2 separate regions of the Mus musculus genome follow, and region 1 is linked to region 2. Evidence: chromatin contacts called from public Hi-C data. All regions are on one chromosome and are shown on one strand. Each heading gives the region's core, a stretch centred on a gene start, on an enhancer-like site or on the middle of the called end of the contact. The rest is flanking DNA. Distances are from core to core; before and after follow the strand shown. Region 1 holds the start of A330008L17Rik (RIKEN cDNA A330008L17 gene). Region 2 has its middle 22 kb from the start of Gm39231.

Region 1 (4,579 bases), core at 336-2,835, 1.6 Mb before region 2:
TCAGGAACATATGACCTTTTTTTCCTTCTCCTAGATGTAAGAAAGTACCCCAAGGAAAGGCTCAGACCATTTGTTCAAAGTGAAAATGAATGTCTGAAAATTAAGCACAACCGAAGGTGTGATCTATTTCTTTGTCCACTTGGGACTGTCTAGTCTAACGGCAGTTATAATTTGATTGAGTTTGACTGCTGTTCTTTTCTAAGACAGAATTAGCCAAAGCCAGAATGCCTCCTCATAAGCGAACACAGCCTTTGAATAGAGAACAAACAGCAACTGCTGGAGGGGTAAAATACCCCTTGTCCCCCACCCAAATAATTTACCAAGTTTCTTTCTTTAGTGTCCCCCACCCAAATAATTTACCAAGTTTCTTTCTTTAGTGTCCCCCACCCAAATAATTTACCAAGTTTCTTTCTTTAGGGTAACGAGAATGTGAATCAAACAGATAATAACCTGATAGCCAATGTCTTCAACTTTTTACCGTGAGAGGTTAGGTACAGCATCAAAAAGCCAAATTTGCATAAGTATTATAAGCATATTGTGCCTATTTTTCCATTCTGCTCACTGCGTCTCATTAATTCGAGTCAGACAGTACAGGCTCCACAGCCCGTGCGTCTGCTCCTCTGCACCCCTTCTGCTGCAGCTCTGTCCCCAGATGGTCAAAAACCCATCTTCAGAGCTCACGTCTAGTCTAGTGAGTCAGAAAACAGATAAACCCCTGTCTTCCATGGAAGAGAGTTTTGAAGAAAGGTAAGGGATGTTTAATTTGTCATGTATTTCACAGTGTTTAAATGACAAACAGAGATCGATGCCGCTGAATATTTCCACGTGTTAGTCTTGATGGCCACAAGAAAAGAGACCTGGGTCTATGGGTCTGTGGCCCCTATATGCATTGGCTTATACTTGGGTGCGGATTTTGATTTGTTTTGTTTAAAAAAAAAACAAAACAACTGAGTGCTTACGAAATTCTATCATTAGACTGGGCAATCCAAGGGTAGGGCATCACTTGGTAGAAAAAGGGGAGATGCAAGGACAGTACTCTCCCCCTGAGGGGGGAGGGAGGGCAGCATGTCAGAGCCACTCTGACACAGCTTTCCAGACCCTCTCTTTATGGCCACAGCAAGTTCTACCCTTTTCCTGCCCATTCACTTCTCTGCAAATCTCTCTTGACTGCCTCTACTGTCCCTTATCTCCCCCCTCCGTCCCTTCCCCCCCCCCCCCGCCTCCCAAAGGAGTAGCAACCCTAGGGCATTAGGACTGATCGACCCACCCCCATGAAACCAGTAGTTTTATCAGGCAGTGGTCTTGCAAACATGCAATTCCTTATGCAAGACGTCTTCAGAATGAGGGAAAAGGTGAATGGTCCACGCGCTGCCGCATCCTCGCCCTCCACAGAAACCAGCTTTGGGCGTCTGAGATGCTTTTCAAGATAATGTTAGCCTTGGGGCTCAGGTGAGACCTAGAGAGAGAAAGCTGGAGGGTACCTCCTGCGCATCCTTTTCTGATCTGCCAGCAGTCTTTATCCAAGAGCTTGGCGGCGCGGCGGGCTGCGCGCAAAGCTTGGAAGGGCTCATCTTCACCCGGTGACTCCGGCGGCGGAGGCGCGCTGGGCGTGCTCGTGAGCGACCAGCGAAAAGTTGTGCGCACTCTTGGTAGGAGGAAAGGGAGTGGAAACCAAGCGCGGGAGAGCGCAGGGGCAAGGCAGGGAGGGGGCGGGGTGGGGGACTGCTTACATGAATTTCCAAGTGGTAGACCTGCCTCTGAGCTCTGCCCAATGAGATCCGTCAGGGGAGGCACCCGGCTCACTTTTCCACATCACTTCACAGTTACATTTGGCAGGCAGGCGGGCTCGCAAGCCGGAGCGCTCGGCCCAGAATTAGTGGATGGATTTGGAATCTCCCTACCTCCTCCAAGCTCCGCCACTGTCACTTTGGGCATAGACCTGAGCGTCAACACCGGAGCTGTACTTTTAGGCTGTGGACGCAGAGCCCAGCGCGCCGGCTTCGCATCCCCGCACCAGGCTCCACAGCTCTGAGAGGCATGAACGCGACCCGGAGGAGATTACCCTGCGCGCGGGGATTCGTGGACATTAGCTGTTCTCGGGAACTGACCCTCAGCTCCTCCAGCCATTTATGAACCCAGAGTCTTGAGGCTTTTCCGCATCCCGGAGCCCGACCTGAGTAAGTACTATCCCCTATCCGCGTACGCCTCCGGGCGGGGAAGAGCCGAGGGGATTGCTTCCTTTAGGAATTCCCACGCGCCCTCACTCACCATACGCACCTGGGGGATGGAGGAACGCTAGCACTGATAACCCTCCGAGCCGCATCTCCTTTCGTTGCTTCTGTAGCTGATGGGGTTGCCTTCTACCTAACCTGTTTTGCAAACTGCTCTCGGAGCCCCATTTTGCCCACCTCCAGTTCCCGCGCCACCCGTTCCTTCTTTGCAGTCGCTTGTCGGTTTCACCCTGGAGACGCAGGCAGGCGCTGCTGCAGCGGTGCGCCTTCACTGCGGGGTCGGTGCGGTGAAAGGGAAATACTCGCCTCCTGCCCAGAGGAGGCAGCGAGCTCGAGAGGAAAGCGCGTTGAGAGGCTAGAGGAGCAGGTTCCTTGTTTTCCGCATGTCCCCACCTCTTAGTCGTGGGAGGGCGACCTCCTCGGTTGGGCCGAGGGCTACCGCTCTGCTGCGAAAGCCCCAGCGCCAGGATTTTCCACAAGTGTCTGTTCCAGCCCGGGGGCGCGGTGCCAGCTGCAAACTTGCGGAGCTCCGGGGCCACCTAGCCACTCTGTAGTCATCAAGATGCTGCTCTGCACTGGCTTAGGACCCACAGACAGACCAGTCAGTAGCAGCGAGCCCGCATCCACAGCCCTCCCAAGCACCCAATGACTTCTCCCTATCCCAGAGCCCACAGTGCATAAAGATTCGCAGTGATCTCCGTGCTTAGCTTTAGCCAACCCTGGGGGTCCAGCCGCGCCCCTGCCAGACAGCAGGCGAAAGGGACTCCTGGCTATGTTCCGCCAGCGTGGTAACAGGTTCATAAGAGACCTACCCTGGTTTCCTAAGGCTCTAGCCAAGCCTGGTAAACCGGGTAAACGTGATGCCTCCGATGCTGATACCAACAGGTATCCAACAATTCCTCCGATTTTTTTCCTTCTTCCTAAGACTAAAACCTCACCTTGCCCAATGCTGTAAAATTCTCAAAGTTTTGTGGTGGTGGCCCCTTGCCTGAAGGCATACAATTTGAGACACGACAGTGACTAGCCTGTTAGCCTCCTGAGCGGAGATGGCAGCTGTTAGCTTGGATGGCTAAACGTAAGAAATCAAACAACATTAATTGTTTATTGTCGTAAACGCACAACATTAGTCTGTAATGGAAAATCAGGCTGGCAGCTGCTCACTTCATCTCCAATTAAAGGGCAGAGCTTATAACCAAGCAACTGGGAGGGAGAAGGGGCCTTTTCAACTTTGCCATGGTTTCTGAAGATTGCAAGCAGTTTCCTCTTTAGGGGGCACGGTCCCAACAATCCCTTTGCGCCACGCAGCTGCTAACCAGATTAGCAGCTATTTTTTTGCTCTGTATTTCAAAGAATGAGAAGAACTCTGATAGTATGCAAGAGCGGTATCCTCTCACATCAGGGACCAGCGCCAGGCAGATAGAGAAACTGGGGTTGCCTGGGACCGTTTCAACATTCCTCTCCTCTTTTGTAACACTTTGACAGCCATCTGGATGCTTAAAAGCCCTCGCTAGACTGTCACCTCTACCTTCATTATTTGAGCATTTCAACTGGAAAACTATATGCGCGAAAGAGATATTTATGTAAGATTTGAAAGTGGGATTTTCCATCCATTCAGTCTCGCTGCTGTACTTCACTGCATGCAAAATGAGCCTTGTCGTTTCTGCTAAACACCACTGAAATTTCTCCCTGGCTACATACAGCCTTTCATCTGCCTGTGTCCGGTTTTGCAGAGCTTTAGTCTGTAATGTGTGTGAGTGTGGGTGGATGTGTAGGGTGTGTGTATGTGTGTGTGTGTGCTCGTGCATGTGCGTGTGTGTGTGTGTGTGTGTGTGTGTGTGTGTGTGTGTGTGTTTCTTCTACTGGGAAGACTTGCACCTTTGAAGGTTCCTTTCTGAGCCATACATTTTTCCCATCAAAGAGAGCTCTTCATAATCGCGCTGTGCAAATAGGTTTACCCACTTCCCTCTATGGCTGAAATTCTATGACTAACCCCCTCATTAAATAATAAAAGAGATAGCAGCATTCTTTAAGTCAGCTTTAGCAGATTGAAAACTCCTTGTGACACAGTCATTTTCTGCTGCAAGAGTCGTACAGGACCTTTGAATCTTTGATATATACATTTCTCTCTTTCTTCATTTTTCTTCCCCTCCCCCAATTCCCGGCCTCAGAAGAGGGTAAGGAGTTGAGAAAAATCCTGAAAAGAGAGGATCCATTCTGCCACTTCCAGGATGGCTTCATTCAGAATTGTTCCAGGCTGCCTAGACTTTTCATTCTGCTCCAAAGACTATGGCATGAGAGTAAAGTCAAGTGCTCACCATCACAAATTGGCTGAGATATTGGCTAAGAAT
Region 2 (4,528 bases), core at 1,591-4,090:
GAAGTGCTGATCACAGGTAAGCCACCACTGTTAATATGGCAATACATATGTTTTCCCATTTTGTTTTTCAGTTATCCCTTTCCCTCTATTAAAGACTTGAGCTGGTCAGAAAAATGATATTGGCATGGCCTCATATTCACTTGTCTTCATTTTGCACCAAACTGAAAATAACCTGTGCTTTTACAAAGTCAAAAGTTACAGGAATGTATTTGGCATAGTTTTACAAATTCAAGAAATCTAAGTGGAAGGCATGAATAATCTACTGACATGGCTTTAGCCCTTCCAAACTTAATCCCTAAAGCATTGGGAAGTGTGACTTTTCAAAGATAGTTAGGTCATGAGGGCTCTACCTTCATGAATGGATTAATGTTGTTATTAAAAAAAAAAAAAGCAGTTCAAAATGGATTCACCCTGGCCACCTCCTCTGCTTTGTAAGGACAATGGATTTGCTTTCTCTTGCCCTTCTGCTGTGTCAAGAGGTATCAAGAAAATACACACCAAATGTCAGAACCTTGAGCTTGGCATGAGAGACTCTAGAGACGTGAAGGAGTAAATGACTGGGCTTTGTAGATGAACCTGACATATTTTCTAATAGCACAAAACAGGCACAGACAAACGAAGAAGCCTTAACTCTTGTGATATGAAGAGTTGTGCTTTAGATGTGTGGCTACAAAACACAGTTAAAGAAGATGGGGCATGGATGAGCAGAGAAGACCCTTGTTAAGCTACCAGGACAGACCAGACTTTCTTTTTGGAACCTTTGTTTTATGGGTGGTGTAAGCAAAATGCATTAACTAAGTTGACAATTTTCCCACCAAATTTAAACAAACCCTCAGGTTTCATTTTTTTCTCCTGAATTCAGAACAATAAACAGTTTTGTTTAAATATAATGTATGTGGTCCCTATTTGAATTCACTTGCAGTGGTTCAAGGGCACATAAGGGACCGCGGCAATGCTGCCTTAGATTGCTTATTCCCGAGGTGCTAATCCCTCGATCATCATAAAAAAGATCATAATTATTTCTAGATTTCCTTGCTGCTGTATGACTTGCAAGCCCATACCCAGACACTGGTGTCATGTATATTTTATTAAAACCTCACCAAGCTTCAGCAAAGATAACTATTCATACCTCCAGAAATTTTTATTCCTGTTTATCCACAATGGGTGAAAGCAGCATGCAAAATAAATGAAGAATGATACCGCAAATGTCTTTAGAGAGATATTAGAAGAGAATCAGCAGAGAGGGTTATGAAAGTTGCATGAGCCATAGATTAGCTATGCATATGCTACAGCGGTCAGAACATTTTGTATGTCATGCTACATACCAGCCCCAAATAAAATTTTTTCTTAAATATATGACATTCTAGCCTGGGATAGGGAGGTACATTCTGACTTTATTGTTATTTTGAAAAATGAACATCCCTCTGAACACCCTATTCCCAAGAAACCTCTCCGCATATTTTCCTGATCATTTTAAACCAGTCCTCTATACTTGAGCATTAGACGACTTTGTTATATGTAAGCCCTAACATTATTGTGGGAACTTGAATAGTGTTCCATTTCTTAATGTAGTTCATACGTCTTTTATCACAGTGTTCCTATTGTACACTGAAGCTGAAGATAGAAAATAAAGTGTTTAAAACCAGGTCAATAGGTTCAAACAGCAGCATATTTTAAAAGTGTCCAGAAACTCTTTCTGCTCAGGAGTCATGTGGAAAATTAGAAGACCTAGAGGCGCTCTTTCACATAGGTATTTTTTTTTCTCTAATTAACATGTGTCAGGCAGGAATGAAGGGGAATACAGGATGATATCTCAGACAATGCACTGGAGAGGCTATTCAGAGAGCACAAGGTTAGCAAATCTACGGATTAACTTAGTCATTTTATTTTATTTTATGTATGTCTTTGGTCCCTCCATAAATAGAATGGATAGGGTTTTATTTAAAAATGGAAGGTCAGAGCTGGAAGAACATTAGACACAATTTAGTCTACTATGTTTATTTATGAAGATGAGGGCACTAATCCAAAAGGTCAAGGGAATTTCTGCTGTCCGAGTAGCACAGGAGAGATGCTACAGGGAGGAACCTCTCCTGCTCCCCAGGGTCAGCTCTTCCACTGTGTTTTGTGTTATGAACTAAATGTCTTATGATTCAAGTAAAAATTAAAAAACAGTTTTAAATATTTTACCAGAAAATTAGAGATTATAATAGACTGAAAGCACAAGGTTTTGAAAATCTCTCTCTCTCTCTCTCTCTCTCTCTCTCTCTCTCCCTCTCCCTTCTCTCTCTCTCTCTCTCTCTGTAACTTAAATAAATTGCGGTTCTTTGTGGGATGTGTAAAGTCATAGTGTCGTAGAGTAGCCTCAGTCTTAAAAACTGCAATCAAGCCTAGCGGTCCTCATTTCAGTGTACGGTTGCTGCTCTTATTAAAGGACTTTGGATCACTTAATTACTGAACCTGAAATATTTTTCCTTTGTTCCTGTTTGGATACATCAGATGATAGTATTTCCAAATTCACATAGTTGTTATGATGGTTATATGCAAAGGAAGTATTTTACCCTTTTTAGAACAAGCTTGTCCTTACTATATGTTAGCACCTGATATTGTAATTATTGCCATTACCATAATAAAAGGAGGAGTTTTGTGGTTATAGTATTGAACCAAGATTCAGAGCATTGGGTTGATAAATTAATTTACTTTACATTTATTACCTTAGCAGTGTAAAGAAATAGGAAGACACTGGTCAATTCTCATGCAATAAATGAAAGAAACACAAAGTATGCACAGTCGTCCTGGCTTCAGAACACACAGACAGATGGCCTGGTTTGACAGATTGGATTTCCAATCCTTCTGCAGTCTTGTAAAGTTCAGTGAAATGAAAACCACATTGTAAGTCATGGTACAGAGAATCAAGCATTTGGCCAAAGCTGAAATGCATGTGATGGCTCAAAGTAAATAATCTAGAAAACAACGGCTCCTAGATGAAGGGATTTCTTCTGCACAAAATTACTAAGCCACATCTTCTGACTGGTTGTGATCTGGCAAAATATAGGAAAACCCATTCCCCATGTATAGAACTTATATAGGGGTTGGCCATCTTCCTAATAAACATCCTACACGTGCTATCTACTAACATGTGCACTGGGGGAAATACTCCAAAAATTTTCTAATTAACTCTAAATGTATACATATCAGTTAGGACATAAGTTTGAAGCTTGGAGTACCTTAGAAAAATTAACCCCTAGGATAATTAATGCTAATGCTACATTAGTAAGAATGCTATCATTTCAGGTTTTTTAATTTTATTTAAAATCCTTTTTTTTTTTTCCTACTGAAAAGTTACAAAGGTCTTCCCATTAAGTGAGGTGTATGATTTGGCATAGCTCATTCAAGTAGACACCATGAACCGTCTTTGTTCTTCGTAACTTTGAAATGCAAAAGCAGAAGAGTATTCTAAGATGCTAAATGGCCTAAGTACCATGAAACGGGATATTTTACCTCAGATCAGTTTCCAATAAGAAAAAGATTTACAAATGACATAAGTGTGCTCCAGTTTGTAAGTGGAACACAGGCTTAAATACCTTAAGGAGTATTGACAAATTGAATCAACAAAGAAACAGGATATGAAAAAAATTCATAATGAAGATCATAACATGGCCATATACATTTATTTCACGATGAAGACACTCACATGGTAAGCTTTTAATGGTGTTCTCTTTGATTAAAGCTTGCATTATGTACACTTTTTCAGTCACTGACTTAACAAAGGTTGTCACAAGAAGATTTTGCCCTATGTTTCACTCCATGGAACTGAGGTATCACACTAAAACATCTGAAAACAAATTAAACATTAATCAGCAGGTATGTGTACCAAGATAGCATTCTGAGAGCAAATTAATTAATTAATTAATTAATATAAGTGCAACTGAGTTTCTGAAAAAGAAATTTACCTATGACTCCTCACAGAATACCTGGATGGGCATTTAGTATCTCTCCCCAAGGCCCTCTTCCCACATTACAATATCAACACATCAGTCTTCGAAGTTAGATAAAAGGAATCTGATGAGGACCGCGTTAACATTTATGTTGGGCTTAAATAAAACATGAAACTAACAACTTGAAAGAGCCCGCGAGTTGAGCAAGCCGCATTCACACCACTATTCAAGAATTATTCATGAAGGCTCAGAGCGTCTCCAGACTTGAGTTGCTTCTATCTGATTTTACTTAAAGTTCTCCCTGGCAGTGACTGTTTGCAGATCTCTCATCTGCAGAGATAGGAAGCGTGCAATAACAGGAAGCAGCAGCGTCAGCATCTAATGACAGCTAAGTGTCCTAATTGCTTGATCATCTTCCTTCCTGATTGTAAAATATCCCTATTTATTGGGCTAGTAAAGGTGACACAGTGGGAGGAAAGGAAAAGGTTTACATTTAAGGAAAGGAAATTAAATGGAATGATCCTATTTTGAGAAAATGTAAGTCTTTTCCTGAGTTCAGGGTTCAATCAAGTTCCACGCATTTGATTGATAAA

Evidence for each region. A called contact is a pair of places that touch in the nucleus more often than the background predicts.
Region 1: a Hi-C map of cerebellum shows a contact between it and region 2, with 2.0 times the contacts expected there. The contact joins the promoter of A330008L17Rik here to the enhancer-like site in region 2. A contact is called at or near these places in 2 of 39 promoter capture datasets (hippocampal neurons and liver), 1 of 484 Hi-C or Micro-C datasets (cerebellum) and 2 of 115 datasets of contacts at active chromatin or transcription factors (embryonic forebrain and embryonic midbrain).

Annotation. Positions count from the first base shown.
Region 1 is chr8:99,413,680-99,418,258 of GRCm38.p6, reverse strand. A330008L17Rik (RIKEN cDNA A330008L17 gene) reads right to left here and starts at 1,585. Exons shown (of 5, transcript NR_132435.1): 1 at 1,482-1,585. It overlaps Cdh8 (cadherin 8), which reads left to right and starts at 1,788. Exons shown (of 12, transcript NM_007667.3): 1 at 1,788-2,177.
Region 2 is chr8:97,860,008-97,864,535 of GRCm38.p6, reverse strand. No RefSeq gene overlaps it. Among named protein-coding and RNA genes, the nearest start is that of Gm39231, 22 kb to the right of the region's middle. Within about 2 kb of position 2,840, at least 2 of the 459 cell types and tissues checked have an H3K27ac peak or open chromatin away from gene starts, as enhancers often do. A contact at or near this core is called in cerebellum, where this site is marked.